Linked DNA regions of Zea mays: all the other regions are linked to region 1. Evidence: chromatin contacts called from public Hi-C data. All regions are on one chromosome and are shown on one strand. Each heading gives the region's core, a stretch centred on a gene start, on an enhancer-like site or on the middle of the called end of the contact. The rest is flanking DNA. Distances are from core to core; before and after follow the strand shown.

Region 1 (5,051 bases), core at 972-3,471:
TTTCCACACCAAACTTTCATTTCCGATGTTTCCGAAATACCGATATCGTTTCCGTTTCCGGAGTTACCGTTTTCGATTTTGTTTCCGATAATAAATATGAAAACGGTAATATTTTTAGTGTTTACCGACCATTTTCATTCCTAGCTGGGAGAGGCGGCTGGGACCTGAGAGAGGGAGCCAGCTGGCAGACGTGGGAGAGGCGGCTGGGAGGAGTTGGCTGGGAGTACGGAGAGATGGGAAAAGGAAGTGGGCTTAAACTAATGGGCTTGTTGGGCTGATTTATAGGTTGACTGGTCTAGTATTTTTCTTTGCTTTTATCATTTTCTCTTCTTTATTATTATTTTTATCCTAAATGTTTTCTTAAATATAAATATTTTTCTATTTTAAAATAAATTTAAGGGGTCGCCTCGCTTGACTGTTTAAAAGTTAAAAATGGATCTGTCAACTTAACTAACTATGGAATAGTTAACCAAAACTCAAACATATAAATAGATAACTCAAACTCAAATATATTCAATGATTACAAACCTTGGATTTCTTACAAGGAACATGTGTGCTAATCATCACATTCACACAAAAGGATATGCTGCATTACATTTCACATGCCAGGTAGATTCCATTCCAACACATTGGTCCTAAGTCTCTTGACCATGTCTGATGTCGAGAGGATGGTCTAAGCACAGATTCAGAAAATGTGCTATTCTACCACACGCTTAACTTAGAAAATTACCTTTCGAAGACAGGAGACGCAAAGCCTTACTGGCATTCTTCAAAACTGCATTTGACCTTGGGACACGATTTTTCCTATGCTCCAAGAAATCAAGGGCATTCTTCACGTGTTGCGTTGAACGGACATCTTTCAGCAGAATAGTTTCAGGCCTGACCGACCAACAACTGGCATAAGTATAATTTCAGGACTTTATATTTGATGACAGGAACATTAAACATACCCATCAGTTTTCATTCTCTTCTTTCTCCTCTGGACCTTCTGCTTTACATTTTCTTCCTCGGAATCTGATGCGAAGGTTTGCCTGATAATGTGAGATGAAGACCAAATAACCCATGAAGTCCAAGCTAAAAACAAAGATTTTAACAAAACTTGGTAGAGCAAGAGACGTGCTCATACTTCTCACGAGCTGCTAGAATTTCAATTACACTAGTGGGGAGCATGCCAGGCATAGTATTTGTCTCCTCATGCTCCTCACTTTTTTTAGTATCTTCATCTTCTACTTCCTTTGGCGCCTTCTTATCTGGTTTAGAGGATGTTCTTCGTTGGGCCCAACGTTTCCTCCGTTCCTTTCCTTCCCGTGTTACTCTGCAAAGACATCCCACATGGCCATATGGCATTATTATCTGTGCGATACAAAAATCAGATAACAAACAAGTTATAGCACACTGATGGCCTCAAGAAAGCAAGATTCAAATTGGTAATCCATGAGTTACACAAAAAAAAGAGTTAAACCCACAAATCCATAACAGATATACCATTGGACTGGATGGCCACAGAACCACACCACGAGTCATACACAAAACTATATAAACATCTAAAACAAAGAAAGTGTAGAAGTTAAAAGACCTACATTTTGGGCACAAACATTACAAACAAACATGTACAAGGAGATAGTTTTTACTGATTATTGAGCATCTCAGAGTCATTTGGTTATGGTCCAAAAGAAAATTTGTAACGGCACTTGCATCTACTACAACAAAGAGAGCGAATAAGTGAGTTACAGCAGGGAATAAGGAATCTAGCATAGTGAACGAAGACAAACAGAAAAAAGAACAGATCAAAGTAGCACATTTTTGCGGCAGAATGTCCATCCAGTAATCAACTGTAAAGTAAGCATAAGAAACACACCTGAGAACACTGTCTTTCTCGACTTTACTGGTCTCTTCGTGCTTCGCAACACCCTAAAGACAATAACAAGGCAAATCACTCAGTATTTTCTACATATCTCAGCACGGAGTATGAGGCATGAAGAAGAAACAGGATGACCATCGTGATCTACTCTCGCGTAGCGTCGGGTCCTAGAGGGGAGAGGACTAACGCACCTGCACAGCAGTGAGCTCCTCGGGAGCGCCGTCGGAATCGCTTCCGCTGTCCATTTGAGGCGGCTCCTGTCCGTTTCCCCTCTTTATTTTCACCGGATGAGAGCGCCGGGACCTTCCGCTGGCTGTACCAGCCGCCGCCACCGGGAGGGTTTTAATCGTTTGCGGACACACAGAGGCAGAGAGGGGGCCGAAGCCTAGCTGGGTATATGTTGGGCTTTGCTAATTTTGTCGGCTCAACACACGCGGATTTGGGCCTGTTGGGCCTATTCTGTATGCGGCTCGACTGAACAACCTTCGGCCTTTGACACGCAGTGGAAGAGAGGAGACTGGAGACCTAGCTGGATAACCCAACTTTTTCCACCCGCCGGAACACTGGTAACCCTCACGCCGGCGCAGCCGCAGCCGAGGCGCCATGAACAACCTCCGGAAGCGCATGATCTCCCTTCTCCTCCGGGCACCTGGATCACCATACGTCCCTTGCCCCCACTTCTTCCCGCTCTTCTATCCCCACCGCCTCCTCTCCGCCACCAAATGCGTCGCTACAAAACCATTCGCCGTCGAGGACTACCTCGTCGCCACATGCGGCCTCACCCAAGCACAGGCCCTCAAGGCGTCGAAGCATGTCTCCCATCTGAAGGATCCCTCGAAAGCCGACGCGGTCGTCGCCTTCCTCTCCAACCTCGGCCTGTCCAGCGCCGAGATCACCGACGTCGTGACCAGGGACCCCAAAGTCCTCTGCTCCGACGTGGAGAGATCCCTCACCGCTCGCGTCGCCGAGCTCACCGACCTCGGGTTTTCACGTCCGGAGATCGTCCGCCTTCTCATCGTTGGCATGAACCACTTCCGCCATAGCTCGCTTCGCCTCAATCTTGAGTTTTGGATCTCGGTCTTTGGCTCTCTCGACGAGCTCATTCGGGCGCTCAGAATTAACGCCGCTCTCCTCAGCACAAGGATTGAGGAGGTCTGCAAGCCCAACTTGGAGCTCCTTCAAGAGTGTGGTATAAATGTTTCTGATATCTCCAACAGCTTCATGTCCCGTGTGCTCACCAGGGACCCTAAGAGCCTGCAGGAAGCTTTGGCTCGCCTTCATGAGTTCAGAATCCAGCCGGGCTCTCAACCTTTCTTCCGTGGGCTTTATACATTTGCAATCCTTGGCAGCGGGAAGATAACCAAGAGCATTCAGCTGTTTGAGAAGCTTGGATGGTCAAAGGACCATATAGTATCAGCGGTGAAGAGAGACCCGACTATATTGGGTTTCACCGAGGAGAGGGTTCGAAGAAACATGGAATTCTTGATCAGGGTTGTCGGATTGGAGGTACCATACATCGCACGAAGGCCAGCGCTGATAAATTATAGTATTGACCGTCGGTTGTTGCCACGGAATTGCTTGATCAATTTTCTCAGGGCAAAGGGGTTGTTCAATGACGAGGCTAGTTTCCTTTCTGTCGCCGCTATAGGCGATGAGAAATTTCGGCGCCGATACGTGCATCCTTACGAGGAGGATTTTCCAGGCCTTGCTGCTGCTTTTGCTTCTAGCTGTGCTGGAGAACACCAATGGGAACGGCTATATAAGATGACAGGCGAAAATAAAGAAAGCTGACAATTGTTCTGGAAAGTACAATCAGGAACCTGCTGCAAGCCTTGTTTTTCATCACCATGGTCAGTCGTTTTGAAATCTAATTTTCTAGCATTTTGCTGCTGGCTACTGGCTTAGGTGTTATTAAATGTTTGATTAGTGGTATGGTATATTTCTTTCACTAGGTTCTATCTTGCTGCCTCCCTTCTGAGAAAGAGCTTCTCATGTGATGGCATCGTTACAAGTTTATTTATTAACTTGCAAGGATTATCTCAAGTTTTAGCCCAACTTTATTCCTGTGCTTCAGGAAGATTATTACGTTGGTGGTCTACTTCCCACCATGTTTTTTGTACCACAATCTATGAGCTCTCGAACACCAGGAACGGGTTTTTTTATTCCAAATTCTTCAGTCGACAATTGGTTTACTTGAGTGATCCTGGAAATGGAATTTTAGTCCTGCTAAGCACAATGGTACTTCGATGGGCTACGCTGCTTTTCTTGACATCGTATTTGGATGAATTTAGTTGCCTCCAAAATGGAATTAGTAAGTTGTTAATAGCTTCTCGCCCAGACAGGAACCATCAGACCCTAAAGAAGCTGTCCACACAGCCACAGGAGTTTCAAGCTTCAATTGAAATAGACATTACCTATATTTTGAGGGAGGCGCAGCCCAGACCTTTCTATCTGTATGTATTCTCTTCTGTGGGCGGCTTGGAAGAGGGGTTGCAGATACTGTTCAGCGTTCACTCACATCCATAAGATGCAGTTTTGTGCCCATAGGCCGTAGGGCTTGGAAGAGGGGTTGCAGATACTGTTCAGCGTTCACTCACATCCATAAGATGCAGTTTTGTGCCCATAAGTCACCTAGGTATTAAATTTGATCATTTGAAAATTTCTTCTCTCTTTCGTCTTTTAGATATTATCTGTAGAGAGTATGTTAATCTCAATTCATTACTTCCAGTGATCCCTTACTTATAAAAAAAGATACAATCTATCAATAAAGACACTAGCAAGAGCTCCAATGGTTCTTTTAATCCCTCCAGTAATCCTCGACACATAACATACGCATTTTCATGTTATGCTACACTTGATCGATTTAACATTTTGGCCCCCTTCCCCAGCAGACACACAACTAGTGTGTCAAGGGCCTGGGCGTCTAGAGCAGGGGGCCCTCGGCTACGAAGGTCGTAGCCGCGGTTCGTCGTCTTCTCCGGCGTGGTTATTCCCCACAGCCGTAGGCTTAGTTGGTAGAGAGAGAGGTGGAGAAGAGATAACTTGTTTGCTGCCTTTATTCCTGTCTCCCTGTGCCGCATATATAGCCATTGGCCTGCTGTTATTTTAGGCAAGCCTAAACATGGTAACACTAATCAATCACTAATCAATCACTAATCAATCACTCCTTTCCTTCCCTCTACTTTCCATT
Region 2 (5,051 bases), core at 913-3,412, 420 kb after region 1:
TACTTCTACTACTTTATCATGTTCCTCATAAAATAAATCCTCTTGTTTTTCTAGCAATCTATTCTTTTTATTAAGAGCATCAATTAATTCATTAATTTTATCAATCTTAGATCTATCTAAGCCCTTAAAGAGATCATTAAACGAAGTGTACTTGGGAGTGTCACGTGTACATACCTTGTTTTCCTTAGCCATGAGGCATGTGTGTTGCTCGTTGGGGGAAGAGAGAAGACTTGTTGAAGGCAGAGGCGGCAAGTCCTTCGTCATCGGAGTTGGATGAAGGGTAGTCCGAGTCCCATTCCTTGCTAATGTGCGCCTCACCCTTCTTATTTCTATAGAACTTCTTCTTCTCCTTCTTGTCTTGGTCCTGGTCATTTTCATTATCGAGACATTGAGCAATAAAATGACTGAACTTACCACACTTGAAGCATGAACACTTTCTCCTTGATTTGTTCTTGTTGGAGTAGTCCTTGTGTCCCTTCAAAGCAGTTTTAAAGTGCCTGATCACGAGCGCCATCTCATCCTCATTAAGGCCAGTCGCCTCAACTTGTGCCACCTTGTCGGGAAGCGCCTCCTTGTTGGTCGTTGCTTTGAGTGCAACTGGTTGCGGCTCTTAGTGAGGAAGAGGTTTGTTGGCGATAACGTTGACGTACCTTTCTTCCTTTACCATCATGTGCCCGCTCACAAACTTGCCAAGAATTTCTTCGGGCAACATTTTGGGATATCTAATGTTCTCACGAATAAGATTTACAAGATGAGGATCAATAATAATAAATGACCTTAGCATGAGGCGCACGACGTCATGATCCGTCCATCTTGTACTCCCGTAGCTACTGATCATTTTTGCATCGTTTCCCTCATGGGCGATTTTGAGGGTATCCCCTATCTCCTTGGCATTGTCCAAGCCACTAACCTTGTTATATTCATCCCTGCATAAATATGCTAAAAGCACAATAGTGGCCTAGGAATTTTTATGATTTTTCTAATGAATAAAAATAGCATTATCACTACTATCAAAATGCATTCCATTTTCTACTACATCCCAAATGCTAGGATGAAGAGAAAATAGATGATTACACATTTTATGGCTCCAAAAAGAATAATTTTCCCCATCAAAATGAGGGGGCTTGCTAAGAGGAATAGATAATAGATGAGCATTGGAGTTGTACGAAATGTGGGAATAATCAAAAGAGTAGTTTTGGTTAACTATCTTTTTCTTGGAAGAAGAGTCATCGTCGTCATCCTCCTTTGGTGAAGATGAAAAGGTATCATTGTCGTAGTAGACTATCTTCTTGATGTGCCTCTTTTTCTTCCCGTCCTTCTTCTTGTTATTTAAGTCTGAGTCGATGGGCTTTTATCCCTTTGGCTCGTTGTTGTTGACGGTCTCCTTCTCCTTCTTGTCAATCATAATCCCCTTGCCTTTAGGATACATCTCTTCGAGGGTTAGTCCCTTGATGAAGAGAACAACTTTGATACCAATTGAGAGCATCGAGAGGGGAATGAATAGGTGATCCTACAAAATTAGCTCTAAACAACACAAACTTGATTTATAAAATGTGTTAGTGAGAACGAGAACCAGGTTAGGATGAGAAGAGAGGAGAACAAAGAACTCTTCACTTGATTGGTTCTTTAGGATGAGTATTAACCTTATGAGCAATATTACAAGTGAATATAAGAACTCAATAATACATATGTATTTATGTTTTATATCCTATACTTACATAATCACTTCGCTATGATATTCAAACATCACATCACCAAACACCCACTAACTAAAGTTTAGGTCGTGTCCTATCAAATGTTTGAATATCAAATATGCGTATCAAATATAGGTTTAATTAGAATTAATAAATTTATCTCATCTTTTAATATTTACCTATTTAATTAGTTTTTTAATTAAACTATATATATATATATATATATATATATATATATATATATATATATATATATATATATATATATATATATATATATATATATATATAATAGAGACTAAACTTAAAGTGGAACCAAACTTCTCCTAAGTCTTACCATGGCCGGTTCAAAACTAACCAATCATGTGCGGCCATGTGCCTACGACAGCTCGGGACTTCGGGAGCCGCGGGTGATCGGACCGCGCCCCGGCCGGGTGGCCTTGCGTACGGCAGTGGAAAGTGGTGATGCGCTCAGCCGACACACACACCGCAAAAGGCCCACGAGAAGACCCCGCCGGCCCGCCCTCTCCCTCCCCACCTCTACTCCACCTCCAATCCTCCCCGTTGCTGTCCCGCCGGCGTCGAAGCTCGAGAGAAGGGTGAGCACCTTGCCGCGAGGTGTGTCCGGTGAGCTAGCTAGGGACGCGCCAGCTCGTGCTGATCTGACCTGGAAGCTCTGGAGGCGATGAAAGCGCTCGGACGGGCGATGAGGTGGGCTTCCTGCTGCAAGCTCTCGGACGGGTGAGTGGTTGACTTTTTTTTTGTCTTGTGATTGAGGTCTAGCCGTCTAGGTGCGGGTTTGGGGTTATGAGACTGGGTTGCTCGGTTTTGGGGAGAAACGGAAAAAATGGTCTATTCGTAATTCGTGTGATGTCTTCAGCGGCAAACTTGCAATTGTTTTTGTTAATGAGAAAGGATGAGAGATGTGATTAATCGTGTCAGGTTGAAGAGGACATAAAGTTAGCTTCAAAGCCGTTTGTTCGGAATGTGCTGCATTTTGGGGTGGAGTTGGGTTTCCATTAGTACCATTCCTTTTTGGCTTACTATACAATCTGCTAGCAAGTGGTAAATGCTGCCAGTCATTTGATTGATTCATTGTTGGTTCGTTGTGTTCTTAGGGATGAACCAGGTAGGAGGAAGAAGGACGCATCGTGGCGGATCTTTTCACTGAAGGAGCTTCAGTCAGCAACGAACAATTTCAATTACGATAACAAGGTCGGCGAGGGTGGGTTTGGCAGTGTCTATTGGGGCCAGCTCTGGGATGGGTCACAGGTGCAATCTTTCTCCTGAACAACCGAAAGAATTTTCTTGTTCAACCTTTTTCGCTCTAGTGCTAGCTTCTGGGGACTTGCAATTTTGTTTTTTTTTTTCTGAACAAAAGCAACTGGCATTTTTTTTTTGTATTTTAGGTAAGAGCAGGACAATGCCATCAACGGGACCTCTTGTTGTTGATGATTGTATCTTAACTGATTCAGCCTCATCTTGGAGTGCTGTTTCTAGTTCTAGGCTTCTAGCAGTATTTAAAATCTAAAATGGTAGTATTCAGAGCTGTCCTTTGAGTATTCTTTGAAGATGATGTTGTAGCCATCCAGATTGTACCTTAGCTTGAGGCCATGACAACCACAAACTTTCCGGTCTCATTAGATCACTGTTAATCTGTTACTACTATAATCACGTGATCATATAACTAGACAGGCAAAATTTTAGTTGTGAACACAGTTGAGAGGGGAAAAGGCAAGTTAAGGATCAGCCAATCGCAGAGTCATGGCAAATTGGACCACTTCAGCTAATTGTTTTTACCCTATGGTGAACCTATGCTACTATAAGTTTGCGTTGTTCGTGCTATCACCTATATATATTGTGGCTACATAAAAAGTAGGGTTCTTGACATATGGGCATGCTATGTTGCAACAATCTGCCTTTTTTATAACCAACAATCTGTGTATTTGAATTTTTATTGCAACTATTTGGCAGTCTAGATCTAAACAATCGCCCTAGATTGAAGTTTCTTGAGTTCTTCTGTATTTCATAAGTTGTTTGCAATATGTAATTGGTGTACCATAATGTAAATCTTTTCCTTTTCTATGTGCTCCTTGTGGCCTCATTGATATGCTTTTGCTGCACACATTGAGTTATTGTTTCAATACCAGTTTCTTAGTGCTTGTTTGGGAGCAAGTGTAATGGAGGGGATTGAGGGGGCCAAAATCCTTTACTATGAATAGTAAAGGATTTTGGCCCCCTCAATCCCCTGCATTACCCTCGGTCCCAAACAAGCCCTTAAGGGACCTGTATGTTCTATTTACTCTTTACTCCATGAATGGAATTTCATATCCTGTAGAACTTACCACTTAACTCTTTAATGACACAAACAGGTTGCTGTGAAGAGGCTCAAGAGTTGGAGCAACAAAGCTGAAACAGAATTTGCTGTCGAGGTGGAGATTCTGGCACGGGTGAGGCACAAGAGCCTTTTAAGCTTGCGCGGATATTGTGCTGAAGGCCAGGAACGCTTGATAGTCTATGATTATATGCCAAACCTGAGCATACACGCCCAACTTCATGGACAGCACGCAGCAGAGTGCAATCTCAGTTGGGAAAGAAGGATGAAGATCGCCGTCGATTCCGCAGAAGGGATCGCGTAAGCCACGCAACACTAGCAATCATGTTTATCCTCACAGCATCATTTCATGCTTACCAAACTTCAGCAAATCTTATCATTTAAAATCCTTTCAACTTGCAGTTATCTGCATCACCATGCGACGCCACACATCATTCATAGAGATGTCAAGGCGAGCAACGTTCTCCTGGATTCGAATTTCCAAGCTCGGGTTGCTGACTTTGGGTTCGCCAAGCTAGTTCCAGACGGCGCGACGCATGTCACCACAAGGGTGAAAGGCACACTCGGTTATCTCGCACCAGAGTACGCGATGCTTGGGAAGGCCTCTGAAAGCTGCGATGTCTTCAGTCTCGGAGTCATGCTCCTAGAGCTTGCCAGCGGGAAAAAGCCAGTGGAGAAGCTTAACCCCACCACGAAGCGAACCATAGCTGAGTGGGCTCTTCCTCTAGCTCGGGACAGGAAGTTCAAGGAAATTGCCGATCCAAAGCTCAATGGTAGCTTCGTCGAGGACGAGCTGAAGCGAATGGTGCTCGTTGGGCTCGCCTGTTCCCAGGACAAGCCAGAGCAGAGACCCGTAATGTCTGAAGTCGTCGAGCTGCTCAGAGGAGAATCTACCGAGAGGCTTTCCAGGCTGGAGAATGGTGATCTGTTCAAGCCTGATATCTCGTTCCATGGCTCATCCGGACCTGATAGCTCGGACTGCGTCACGGAGGAGAGGAGTCCCAAGGCAGATGCGACAGAGG
Region 3 (5,051 bases), core at 854-3,353, 350 kb before region 1:
CCAGCAGCTACAAGATTGCGTGAACAGTACAGGGGGTACTGTTCATCTATTTATAGGCACAGGGTGCAGCCTGTGTAAAATTACATTTATGCCCCTTACAATCGACTACAATAATGACACAAAACATCGCGGGTCTTTTAAGTCATTTCATCTTTAAGTCGGTTCACCCCTTCGTCTTGAGATCTGACACTGTGCCGAAGCTTTATAGGTGATAGCTTCGGCGCTACTTCTGATAGGATCTGCCGAAGGTGTTCTCTTTCTTTAGGATCTTCGGCTACGAAGCATACCCCCAACAAGTCTCCTATAATCGTTTTGCATACCCCTTATGATATTTTGCATTTGTTCTTGTAGTTCATCTACATAATTCTTAAGAGATTGTAGCTTGTTTGTATTACTTACATTGGGGATATCTGGTGTGGGTCGAAGCGAAGCCGGATCTGTCGCCCGTTGTCGGACGACTTTATTGTTCCTGTCCACCTTGAAGTTGGCTAGGAACTTCGCCCTCGCCTCCTGAATCAACTGCTCCTTATGCTCCTCGAACTGGAGCTGTTCGTCAGCCGGCAAGGTTTCACAAGTCGGCTCTATAATGTTGCTGGGGGAGACTTTAGAACTATCCCTTGAACCGGCCATTGAGGGCCGATTTGATGGGTCTAGATGTGTTGTCCCCAGCGGAGTCGCCAAAAAGTATGTTGACACCTTTTTCGGGCGCCAATCACTCAATATGAACCAGCGGCGGTGCTCTCTGCACAAGGGAGGACGGTCCGCGGCTAGGGGCCGGATGGTCCGCGGACTGGTGCGAGGCTAGGGTTTCCTGCCTGACGGCTGGACGGTCCGCGGTCCGCGCGTGCGCAGGGGCGACGGAAGATCGCCGGAGGCGCCTGGATCTCGCTCTCGGGAGGGACCCCGTCGGGGAGGAGAGATCCTAGGTGATGTCTAGGCTCGGGAAGACCGACCTAGACTCCTCTAATCAACGTAGAATCGAAGAGAAGCGGGGAATTTGGGGATTGAGAGGCTAAACTAGAACTAGACTAGAACTACTTCTAATTTTACAGGAAATAAATGCGAAATAGAAGTATTATTGATTCAATTGATCATTACAAATCGGTCGTATACCTCTCTATTTATAGAGGAGGGGGGCTGGACCCTTTACAAACTAATTTCCGAGCTAATTCGGCGAATCTAGCTAACAACCGTAGCACAAAACTTGAAACCCTAATCTGTTCTGCGCACGCGCGGACAGTCCGGCGCACAGGCGTGGACCGTCCGGACCGCGGACCGTCCGGCCTCAGGGCTGGACCGTCCGCAGCTCAATTTGGTGCCCAACACTTGTATTCGCTGCTTCTAGTGTCTGCTCTATCTTCGAAACTAGCTTTGAACATTGTCTGCTTGCTTCCGAATGAGCCTTAGCCAATTTAGAGATCAGTTGCTTTTCACATAGAGTGTTGAAAAGATGTCGCTTTGTAGCACCCCAAAATCATGTCTTGAATTACTGGGAAAGGTTCTTCAAAGTATTCAAAGTATTTAGATTAACATGTCTTTTAATAAGGATATTATTGGTTTGGGATCATTTTCTTAAAATTAGTAATACTAAATTCTACTTTGATTATTCAAAGCTAAGAGTAGATCTAGAAACTAGAATGTGAATTAGGAAGTACATAAAGATAGATGAGAGTAGCATTAAATTTTGGTATCTCGAATATAGAATTGACCTTTTAAAGTTGAGGTGATAGAAAGATTTATTAAGTTTGAGTAAAACTATCCTTTCATGAATTATACATAGAGAAGTTGTGCCTAAATAAATAAAATAACTAACATGTACAGATAGATGACTTTGCATTACATGCTGAATTTTATTTGATGGTACATTATGCGTGAGTTTGAAATTTAAATTTTTGTTTGGATCTAGTTTGGAATAGAAAATCTGAACAAAAAAGAAAAACAGAAAATAAGAATTAGAAAAGAGAAAAGCTTTCCAGCGCCTTGGGCCGGGTGCTCACCATCGGCCCAGACACTTTCGCCTAAAAACCGGCCCACTTACTCCCACGTTCACTGGCCTCGCGCCGCGCGCACGCGTCCCAGCTGCTGGCTGTCTGCTGGTCCCCGCTTGTCAGCCTGAAGTGCATGGTCTGTGTTGTGGGAATCAGCCATCGGCTGGTGGGGCCATCCGGTCAGCTCCATCTCTTTGTTGTAACAACCTCCGCACGAGTTCAGCGGTGACCGTGGAGAATAAACGGGAATCTCGGGCTATTACAACAAGTCCTGATGCCCTGTTGGCCGCCGGATCTGTGATTAGGATCCTAATAAACTCCGCATAATAGCCGTCCTTGAACTCGGGATTATATAAACCCTGCAACCGCACCTTTCGGCTGGGAATTACCACAATCTGCAGCACACCATGAACCACCTCGTCGGCTGAGAGCGAATAGGGTGAGAGATTGCATCGGAGGGAAGAATCAAGCAAAGCCAAGCACTACACGTCTCACGTCTCGCTTTGGCTTTTGCAGGCATGCATGGTAACACGAGCTGCTCCTTTTCTTTTCTCTTGCCTTTCCTCTGCTCCCAAACAGAAGTAGCGAATGCCAATGGCCTGTTAGGATTTATGGGCTAGACCCAGTTAAGAAATTCAAATAAATCTTAGGAAAAACTCAAAAGACCATATAAGTGTATGGCTAGGGGAATAGATGGAACCAATAGCACCATATTGCTAGCTCTAGTGGAGTAGAGCTAGCTTAAATATGGAAGCCATACTCACTCACCAAGTCATGGATGAGAGAAGAGAGTGTGGAGAGCCACACGCGCGCGCTCGCTCGCTCGCCTCGCCGGGGCGAAGGGCGCACGACATGCGCGTGAATGGTCCGTCGAAATCCGGTCCCTCGTCTTCTTTTGCCGTTTGATTTTTTTGGTTACTTGGCTGTTACGCTTATCCTAACCGATCGCTATAAAATCTCAACTGAACGCGAGATTTTCGTGGGCGGATAAGATCGGGGGTAACGGACTCGGCCCTATAAAAGGAGCCCGGCAGACAGCCTCCAAATCCATCCCAGTTTCGCTTTCGCCTCTCTTCATAGCTGAGCCGCTTTTTAGTTCCCTTCATCCCGACCGCAGACGTGCATCTGCGATCAGGAGAGCAGGTCTCCGGAACCCTTCGTCTTCTAGATCCTGCACCGGGAGAGGGCGAATAAGGTTTTTGGGAAGCGTCTTCACGCGACTGCTCGTGATCTTCTGCCTCGTCGACCCTGCTGATTTCGCTGCTTCGACATCGTCGACCCTGCTGATTCCGGCGCGCGCCATCTATCAGTATGTCTAATCAGTACGCATCATCTGATTTGGCTTTTTACTTCAGTTCTTCTGATTTGGTCATGATTTATATTCGGAATTTAATCTGGAATTTGTCTAATTATTCAACAATCCAAAAACCTTATTGTAGACAATTTCCTAGTTTTTCTATGGCTACTTTTGCCGACGCGCTGAAGCCAGAAAAGTTTACTGGTATGCACTTTAAGAGATGGCAAGTCAAGGCCACGCTCTGGCTTACTGCTATGAATGTCTTCCATGTTAGTAAAGGCAGACCTGAGGGTCCACTGACTCGTGAACAGGAGAAAGAGTACGAACATGCCAATACTATCTTTACGGGAGTCGTTCTTAGCGCCCTTGTTGACCGTCTAGTTGATGCGAATATTCAGTACACAGACGGGAAAGAGTTGTGAGATGCACTTACTACTAAGTATGGTGCATCAGATGCTGGCAGTGACCTGTATATCATGGAGAGCTTTCATGATTATAAGATGGTTGATAATCGCTCTATTGTAGAGCAAGCTCATGAAATACAGTGTATAGCCAAGGAGCTCGACCACCTTAAGATAGTCCTTCCTGACCGATTTGTGGCTGGGTGCATTATTGCAAAGTTGCCTTCTACATGGAGGAACTTCGCCACATCTCTGAAACATAAGAGACAGGAGATATCAGTTGAAAATCTGATAGCGTCTCTGGATGTTGAGGAGAAAGCTCGGGCTAAGGACACGAGATCTAAAGGAGGCGAGGGACACTCCAGCGCCAACATGGTTCAAAGGAACCACAACAAGGGGAAAGGAAAGCCAAAATCTAACAAGCCCAACAAAACTACCAACTTCAAGAAGAAGAAGAACAAGGCTGAATTGACATGTTTCGCATGTGGCGAGGCGGGTCATTTTGCCAAGGATTGTCCTGATCGAGCGGATCGCCATGGCAAAAAGGGCAATGTCAACACAGTGGTCGCTAGCAATGAGGAAGACAAAGGGTATGGTAATTTACCTTTCATCTTCTCAGTATTTCAATCACCTAGCTGGTGGCTTGATACTGGTGCTAATGTTCAAGTGTGTTCTGACATTAACTTGTTCTCTTCTTATCAGGGCGCCCGGGATTCTTCTGTGCTAATGGGGAATGGGTCACATGCTTCTGTTCATGGCACTGGCACGGTGGATCTGAAGTTTACTTCGGGAAAGATCGTGCAACTGAAGAACGTGCATCATGTCCCTTCTATACACAAGAATCTCGTTAGCGGAACCCTTCTATGTAGAGATGGGTTCAAGGTAGTTTTGGAGTCCAATAAATTAGTTGTGTCCAAGTCTGGACAATTTATTGGTAAAGGCTATGATTGCGGAGGCTTGTTCCGCTTTTCTCTGTTAGATTTCAATAAAAAGTCTGTGAACCATATTTGTGCTAATGTTGATGATCTTGCGAGTATTTGGCATTCTCGTTTGTGTCATATTAATTTTGGCTCTATGTCTCGGCTTGCAACCATGAGTTTAATTCTGAATATCACCATATTCAAAGGTTCTAAGTGCCATAGTTGTGTGCAGTCGAAGCAACCTCGAAAGCCTCATAAGGCTGCTGAGGAGAGACACCTGGCACCGCTAGAACTCATACATTCTGATCTTTGTGAGATGAATGGTGTGTTGACAAAAGGTGGTAAGAGATACTTCATGACATTGATTGATGATGCGTCTAGATTTTGCTATGTATACTTGCTAAAAACTAAAGATGAGACTTTAGACTACTTTAAAATCTATAAG

What was found. Hi-C and Micro-C count contacts between places; a contact is called where the count stands out from the background.
Region 2: a Hi-C map of leaf shows a contact between it and region 1, with 7 times the contacts expected there. The contact joins the promoter of LOC100282372 here to the promoter of LOC100276302 in region 1. A contact is called at or near these places in 3 of 25 Hi-C or Micro-C datasets (ear, leaf and tassel).
Region 3: a Hi-C map of leaf shows a contact between it and region 1, with 4 times the contacts expected there. The contact joins the enhancer-like site here to the promoter of LOC100276302 in region 1. A contact is called at or near these places in 2 of 25 Hi-C or Micro-C datasets (ear and leaf).

What each region holds. Positions count from the first base shown.
Region 1 is chr5:99,421,716-99,426,766 of Zm-B73-REFERENCE-NAM-5.0, reverse strand. It overlaps LOC100276302, which reads right to left and starts at 2,221. Exons shown (of 5, transcript NM_001150125.3): 1 at 2,053-2,221; 2 at 1,859-1,911; 3 at 1,127-1,315; 4 at 951-1,031; 5 at 463-879. The coding sequence starts at 2,106. The coding sequence ends at 714. It overlaps LOC100275501, which reads left to right and starts at 2,416. Exons shown (of 2, transcript NR_175981.1): 1 at 2,416-3,711; 2 at 3,814-4,188.
Region 2 is chr5:98,998,020-99,003,070 of Zm-B73-REFERENCE-NAM-5.0, reverse strand. LOC100282372 (BRASSINOSTEROID INSENSITIVE 1-associated receptor kinase 1) reads left to right here and starts at 2,162. Exons shown (of 4, transcript NM_001155284.1): 1 at 2,162-2,435; 2 at 2,813-2,966; 3 at 4,067-4,329; 4 at 4,432-5,051. The coding sequence starts at 2,380.
Region 3 is chr5:99,768,728-99,773,778 of Zm-B73-REFERENCE-NAM-5.0, reverse strand. No RefSeq gene overlaps it. Among protein-coding and RNA genes, the nearest start is that of LOC109939744, 16 kb to the right of the region's middle. Within about 2 kb of position 2,103, at least 17 of the 20 cell types and tissues checked have an H3K27ac peak or open chromatin away from gene starts, as enhancers often do. A contact at or near this core is called in ear and leaf, where this site is marked.